Regions from separate parts of the Hordeum vulgare genome. Here region 2 is linked to region 1. The links are chromatin contacts, called in public Hi-C maps. All regions are on one chromosome and are shown on one strand. The core of a region is the stretch at or near the end of the contact, and the rest is flanking DNA. Distances in the headings are between cores, read along the strand shown. Region 1 holds the start of LOC123404180 (putative PAP-specific phosphatase, mitochondrial). Region 2 holds the start of LOC123406155 (DEAD-box ATP-dependent RNA helicase 47A).

Region 1 (4,074 bases), core at 1,521-4,020:
AAGAAATCCATCCATGACAGCTTTCTGTACTTGCAGAATGGAGTAAGAATGCTTCATAGAAATAGGAAAAAAACGCTACTCATCAAACTAGACATCGCCAGGGCCTTCGAGTCACTCTAGTGGGAATATCAGCTAGGTTTTAGTCATCAATGGCGAAACTAGATTGCTGCACTACTTTCATCCTCTTCGTCACAATGCACTTTAAATGGAGTGCCTCGCAGGACGATCATACACCAAAGGGGTCTTTGCTAAGTTAACCCCGTCTCGCCGCTCTTATTCATTCTCGCCATCGACTAGCTGCACAGCCTCCTAGAGATGGCCATAGCCAAGGGCATCCTCGTCCTGCTCCCGTTGAGTACCTTAACGTTGCGGGCGAATCTATACATCGACGAGGCCATTCTATTCGCTAACCCAGTTAGACAGGAGGTACACACGCTGATGGACATTCTACAACAATTCGGCGGCACAAGCGGCCTCAAGGTCAACCCGATCAAGTCATAACTGGCCCCAATTCGCTCTGATGATGAAGATCTAGACGACATACTACAAAGCTTTGAGGGACAACAGGTTGATTTACCGATTAGATACCTAGGCATGCCGATCACTCTGGCCAGTACTCGCCTAGTCCACATGCAATTCATCTTAGATAGAATTCGCGCCCGGCTAGCGAGATGGAAAGGACGGCTTCTATCCACGACCTGAAGACGAGTTCTAGTGCGGTGCGTCCTCTCTATGCTGCCAACTTTTGCCCTCACTGTTATTCTAGCACCGACGAAGCTTTTGAAGGAGATCGACAAAGAGAGACGGTGATTTCTATGGGCAGGAGACCAAGAGTTAGTGGGCGGGCACTATAAAATCAAATGGGACAAGGTATGCTCGCCGCTCCAACACGGTGGCCTCGGCATCTTGAACCTGCTCAATCTCAGCCGCGCCCTCCGGCTCCGCTAGCTATGGCCGGCATGGCGCCAACCCAGCCACCCCTGGGTTGGCACCCCCGCCCTACTACGAGGGCGACCACACGCTCTTTGCAAGCTCCACGAAGGTGGCAATAAGTTGTATCTTTTATTTTTCTGCTCTACTCTTTCATCCACCTGATCACTTGATCAATATTGTTTTCCGCTCTCTTCTGCTAAATCAATGAAATGCCAGCAGCATGTTGGGTCTTTCAATTTTTTTTGCCATGCAAGATCTTTAATCGTCGCGACTACGGTGACGAAGATGGCCGACTGCTACTACCAATACATGACTCTGCTAGGGTTGCTCTTACCCTATCGCTCAAAAAGATCTCTAAAGGATACACCAAATAGCTTCTAGATCTCCAGATCAAACATTTTAGCAATTGAACGTGGTACACCTTTTTTTAGAAAAATATCATCATGGCTAGCTTATTAAAATAGTTTGGGGAGTCTAGACTCTAGGCACACTATGGACAAGTTTTAGTAGTTGGGCCCATCATAAATCTATTTTTCCCTCCTTCCTCTCGCATCTCTGCATTGCATAAAAGGTGAATATTTTGCGCATGGGGTTGGATGACAGATCATATTCATTGTTCGCAAACACCGTTCCAAACTCATTTGAAGTATCCGCTTTGATGCACGTCCACATGTTCAAGTACGTATTTTATTATGGACGTCGCTACACGGCGGCGCCACACCTGTGTTTTCCAATGCGACAGCCAATACCTCCTTTGAAAATCGCATTTTTAAACCACACTTTGATTATGTAAAAAAAATCAGTGCTCCTGGTCTTGCATGAAGAACATGGTCTTGCACTGCATGCATCCGGATCCAAGGAGAAACATGACAGGCTAGGCATGCATTCAAGGAGTACTAATAGCAATGCATGTCAATGTATGCAATTCAAGAAACCACAAAACAAAATCAGATGCATGTAGTGACAGGGCTAGCCATAGTATAGTGTTTTGAAGATACACAAGCATGACATCATTAAATATTCTTCTTGTTTCGTATTTAAAAAATATTTATCTTCCAAACCATTATCTCAATTAATGATCCGCTTTCACCATTGACTTTTTCGCGACGAGATTTTCAAAACTAGATCCCATATCGATATGTTTCGATAACTTTTATTTTTGTTGGTAGTTGCCAGATTACTATCTCTTACTTGTCGCATTATTTGTCACATAGTTCTTACATTAAATCAATTTGGTTATCAGGCTTATGAATGTCAATATGCCCCATTAAAAAACATGATTCATGGTACTTCTGCTAGTTCATGCATCTACTTGCTTATTGTTAGTGCTGTAATGCCCATTTTTTAGCTTCACATAACATTACAATACTTAACAATTATAAAATTATTGTCCCGATAACTATGTATAATTTTTATGATAATTATACACCCATAAAATGACAACCATGATGACATAAATGTGGCAACTAGAAACGATGAAAAAAAGTTTAATGAAACATGTCAGCATAAGATCTTATTTTGAAGGTCTTGTCGAAACGAATCTAACGGTGAAAGCAAATCTCCAATCAAATTATTAATTTGTGAGATAAATCATTTCTAAAATTTTAAAAAAGATTTAATACGATGATGTAATCATGAGGTAGAAGATTCTTGCACATGAGGATCCGCTGCATGAAAAAGCTATGGTACGGCGTTTTTTTTTAGATTTTCCCTTTTATTATATCTCAGCAGGACACAGTCATATCGTATCGCGAGATGGACCAATTTTTTTCGGAAGTGGACAGAAGTGGTGCAGACTCGGACAAGCAGGCCCAACACCTGTGCGTCACGTAATTCCTATCCCGTACCGTATAGGCGGTCCATGCGAACACGCATCCCTGCAAAAAGAGTCGGCCCTTCTGTTCCCGCCACTCGCGCGCGCGCGCACACACACATGCCGCTCCTCCACCCCTCGCCGCCGCCGCACCGCCTCCTCGTCGTCCGGCAGTGCAGGCTCATCGCCCCGCCGGTGCATCATCCGTCCCGCCTCTCTGTAAGGTCGTGCCCTGTCCAATCTCTGAACTATCCTAACCCCAACTATGTCAGTAGTTCTGACAGCAAGCCGCCGCCTCGTTGGCTCACCGCTTATTGTTCTTGCACAGGGCGGCGGCGGCGGCGGCACCGGTCGCGCATGAGGTGTGCGCGCTGCCCTTCCCGCCGGACCGCGCTTCCCACCACCGCGAGCTCGCCGCGGCTGTCGCCTCCGTCGAGCGCGCCTGTCGCCTCTGCGTGGATGTGAGTTCAACTCGTCCCCTCTCCTTTGTATCTGTCCGTTTGAGGAAATTTGAGGCCTGTCAGATCTGGGCGTGGGATTATTCTCCGTTCAGTGATACGTACTATCGTGCGACTCTAGTGTAATACTCCCTCCATTTCCGGTTTCTAAATATAAGTCTTTTTAAACATTTACTAGAACACTACATACGGATATATATATATATATATATAAATATTTTAGAATATATAGATTCATTCATTTTGCTTCATATGTAGATGTAGAAGTTAATCATGTTGTTTTTTTAGGATTAGGAAAGAAAGCCAAACCGAGTCCTAGTAGTATTAGGATTCCTAGTCCTAGTCTATTTCCATAGTCCCTTGTGGACGTGTATAAAAGACACCCTAGGGGTGTTGATTGTAGCATCAGAAAAACGTAAAGCAATACAAAGCAAATGCTCGACACGGGCCTTTAGCCATCAAATCCATCGATCAGTTTTATTCGTGTCGCTAGTTACGCAAGTTCCGTCAAGTAGCCGGCCGAAGCAAGAATCGCGTAGGCACGCCTGTACAGCTGCATACACACGTTCAAAAGCCAACATAGTTCACTAGTGAAATCTCTAAAAAGACCTATATTTAATGACAGAGGGAGTATGTAATAAACTGACATGGCCCTTTGGTAAAGTCAGATTCCGGCATTGGCGTGTGCGGATTTTGGGCGTTCTGAAACTCAGTCATAGTAGTTTTTTATCTAAACTGAAAACTCGGCTAGTTAGTCGGCTACAGAGCTGAGCGCAGATTTTATAAATCGTCAACTAATTTGCATTCTTATGTGGGGCACCATAACGTCCATCTTTAGCAATGCCAACATGGAGAAGCTTTGATAAACCA
Region 2 (3,747 bases), core at 1,181-3,680, 440 kb before region 1:
GAGATTCGATCGTCAGTATCCGCATACCTATTTCAATCTCGTTTACCGGCAAGTCTCTTTACTCGTTCTGTAATACAAGATCCCGTAACTTACACTAAGTCACATTGCTTGCAAGGCTTGTGTGTGATGTTGTATTACCGAGTGGGCCCCGAGATACCTCTCCGTCACACGGAGTGACAAATCCCAGTCTTGATCCATACTAACTCAACGAACACCTTCGGAGATACCTGTAGAGCATCTTTATAGTCACCCAGTTACGTTGCGACGTTTGATACACACAAAGTATTCCTCCGGTGTTAGTGAGTTATATGATCTCATGGTCATAGGAACAAATACTTGACACGCAGAAAACAGTAGCAACAAAATGACACGATCAACATGCTACGTCTATTAGTTTGGGTCTAGTCCATCACGTGATTCTCCTAATGACGTGGTCCAGTTATCAAGCAACAACACCTTGTTCATAATCAGAAGACACTGACTATCTTTGATCAACTGGCTAGCCAACTAGAGGCTTGCTAGGGACAGTGTTTTGTCTATGTATCCACACATGTAAATGAGTCTTCATTCAATACAATTATAGCATGGATAATAAACGATTATCTTGATACAGGAATTATAATAATAACTATATTTATTATTGCCTCTAGGGCATAATTCCAACACCATGAATACCACCTTGGTCATCATATAAACTCCTTGAAACCAACAGATGGACTTCAAGAAGTGCCTATGAACAAATCCTTCAAATATAACTTAAGGCAACCATTAGTCCATAGGGATTATCATCAATTACCAAAACCACATATGAAGAAATATGCTCTAACAACAGGTTGGCATTCAGGTGGCACGACGACGGATCTCACTAGTGTGCGGGGGGGGGGGAGGGGAGGCAGAGTCGGGCACGCGTGCGGCGGTGCAGGCCAGAGGCGACGAAGCGGCCAAGGCCATGGAGGCGGAGGCGCTACATTTGCACAGTAGTCGGTTGATTAGGAGTTGCGCGTGCGCGGCAGATCTCCCGATGATGCTTGTGCATGGGCCCGATCTGGGCCAACCTTGGGCTCAATACGGGTTGAAATGGGTCGGCCCGCTCGCTCCGATCGTTGGGAGCACGCTGGTGGTGTGAGGCTGCTGGCCCAGCCAGAACAAAGGTGGTTTGACCCTGCTATTTTTCAAGTGCCAAGACGTCGATCACCTTGATGTGAGCCTCCTCGATCAAGACGTCGGCGAGTTCCGGTCTTCCTCTCAGTGATAATGTTGATTAGCACATGACGCGAGTGGATATCCACATTGGAATCGATCCGGTCGTGTGCTCCCTTATCTTTGGCTAGTGAGGCTTCGTGAGGGTGTGGTGCGAAGCTTCGCTTTATTGACGGGACCATGGAACATGTCTAAATATAGATTTCATGGCACTAACACGGGCGGAGAAAGTCATGGTTGCTCCAATCGGAGTTTGTAATTGTGTAGAGGTGTTCTGGTGTGGATGAAGAATGGAGGCACATGTTCTTCATGTGTGTGTGGTGTTGGTGACTTACGACAGCTACCTTGATAAGAGGAGGCGGCAACACATGTGAACTGCATTTTTAGGGTGCTCCTAGAGCATTGAGTCGCAATTTTTACGGTGAATGGATTTTCTCGAGGGTGAAAACTCAATATCTTCGATCGAACGACGACAATGCTGATGCATTGTTTCCTTCTTGAAGACATCGTTTTTTGAGAATTACATTTTGCGGTTCAGGTGTTGTCTTCGGTGGTGGTTAGAGGGTTGTTGTTGCGAGAGTTTCATCACCGCGACGGGGTCTTTGTTTTATATATTTATATATTTATTTTTTTCTTAACTGTGTGCATCCTTGATGCCTTTGAATACATTGTTGATGGAGAGGTTGAATGTAATTGGTATCTTCGCGATATAAATATATTATCTTTATTAAAAAAGTGGGAAGTCAAACATCAAGAGAGATTCATTGGAAAGAGCTTTTAATATCGAGTTAGAGCCATTATCCATCTATATGTACTACTCCTTTTATCCGGAAATACTCCCTCCGTTCCTAAATATAAGACCTTTTAGAGATTATACTATAAACTACATACGGATGTACATAGACATATTTTAGAGTATAGATTCACTCATTTTGCTCCGTATGTAGTCTTCTAGTGAAATACCTAAAAGGTCTTATATTTTGAAACGGAGGGAGTACTTGTTATGAAAGTGGATGTATCTAAATGTATTTTAATTTTATGCATCTTTTAATCTATTTATATGACAAGTAATTTTGGACTAAGGGAATATATTTTTATGAGGAAAAAAATATTATAATTTTACAGGCTACTCCAAAAATAAAAAACATGCACAAGGAAATTTCCTCGCTCCCCACTGCCAGCAAACGATCTGAACCGTCAAAAATCCATCCCCTCGAGAGCAAGATTTTCCTTCTCCAGAGTCGAGACTCCTCCCCTATCCCCTTCCTCGCCCGCGCAGCCCCCCTGCTCTGACCTACCCAAACCCCAACCAGTTCGGCTCCAAAATCTCACCTACAGACCTGGAGCTGCCGCCGTCCCGTAGCTTTGCTTGGCCGCCGACGCCTCAACCCCTCCCCCCCAACAGCCCTAGAACCCTCCCGCGCTGCCGCCATCGCCGTTCCCTTTCTGCCCCGCACATTTGTTTCCAAGGTATGAGCTTTTGGTCATCCGGTGATTACTTATTCTCAAACTAATTTCCCCAATTTTCTGGTGTGCACACCGGCACTTTATCTAGATCCGCCCCTGGTTTTGTCACTCACCTGACCTGGTTGCCTGATTATTTCTGCACAGCCACAAGCGCATCCTGCCCTGAACTTGCTGAGATATAAAGTACTTGAAAGTTGAAACATAACTACAGTTATCGAGCTGAGGTGCTGTGTTTGGCATTGTTCAGTAATAGCATAAATGAGGCTAATCATCGGGCAAGTTCATCGGAATGTTCTTGCGCTGGCGTCATCTCGGTCATGCTTTGTCATCGGTGACCATCTCCCGTTCAGAATGCTGTCGCTGCCACGGGCCTCTGGGTTCCATCAGACTGCTTGGCGGGGTAGTCAAACCGTCGAGGATAGCGGCAGCACACTAACTCTGGCTAGCCTGGAAGTCCAAAGCAAAGCTGATTATGTGAAGAAGGAAAGGGTGCCACAAAGCAAAGCTGATTATGTGAAGAAGGAAAGGGTGCCACAGAGCAAAACTGATTATGTCAAGAAGGAAAGGGTGCCACGAACCGGAGGTCCGAAGCCAAGCTCAAGAGATTCTGCTTTCAGCGCGAAACCAAAGAAGGTTTCTTCGCTTCATCTGAAGCCAGCAAAGAGTGCCTTACCAAAGTCGCCAGTGGTGAAGAAGAAACTGAAGATCGATGAGGCTTTATTTTCTGCAAGTTCATTTGAAGAGCTCGGTCTGCCACCTTTGCTCATTGACCGGCTGAACAAGGAAGGCCTAACCTCTCCAACTGAGGTCCAATCTGCTTCTATTCCTGTCATATCTCAAAGGCATGATGCGGTTATTCAATCATATACAGGGTCAGGGAAAACACTTGCGTACCTTCTCCCTATTCTTTCTGAAATAGGACCCCTGAAGAGGGCTAGAGAGCAGGGTAATTCTGAGAAGAGATCAGGTATAGAAGCTGTTGTTGTTGCTCCTTCAAGAGAGCTAGGAATGCAGATAGTGCGAGAAGTGGAGAAGATTCTGGGTCCTGATGATAAGAGACTTGTCCAGCAACTTGTTGGC

What was found. Hi-C and Micro-C count contacts between places; a contact is called where the count stands out from the background.
Region 2: a contact with region 1 is called in a Hi-C map of seedling, with 3 times the contacts expected there. The contact joins the promoter of LOC123406155 here to the promoter of LOC123404180 in region 1. A contact is called at or near these places in 3 of 6 Hi-C or Micro-C datasets (leaf and seedling) and 1 of 1 datasets of contacts at active chromatin or transcription factors (embryo).

What each region holds. Positions count from the first base shown.
Region 1 is chr6H:387,595,126-387,599,199 of MorexV3_pseudomolecules_assembly, reverse strand. LOC123404180 (putative PAP-specific phosphatase, mitochondrial) reads left to right here and starts at 2,770. Exons shown (of 9, transcript XM_045098095.1): 1 at 2,770-2,970; 2 at 3,075-3,207. The coding sequence starts at 2,795.
Region 2 is chr6H:388,036,065-388,039,811 of MorexV3_pseudomolecules_assembly, reverse strand. It overlaps LOC123406155 (DEAD-box ATP-dependent RNA helicase 47A), which reads left to right and starts at 2,430. Exons shown (of 2, transcript XM_045099633.1): 1 at 2,430-2,670; 2 at 2,812-3,747. The coding sequence starts at 2,926.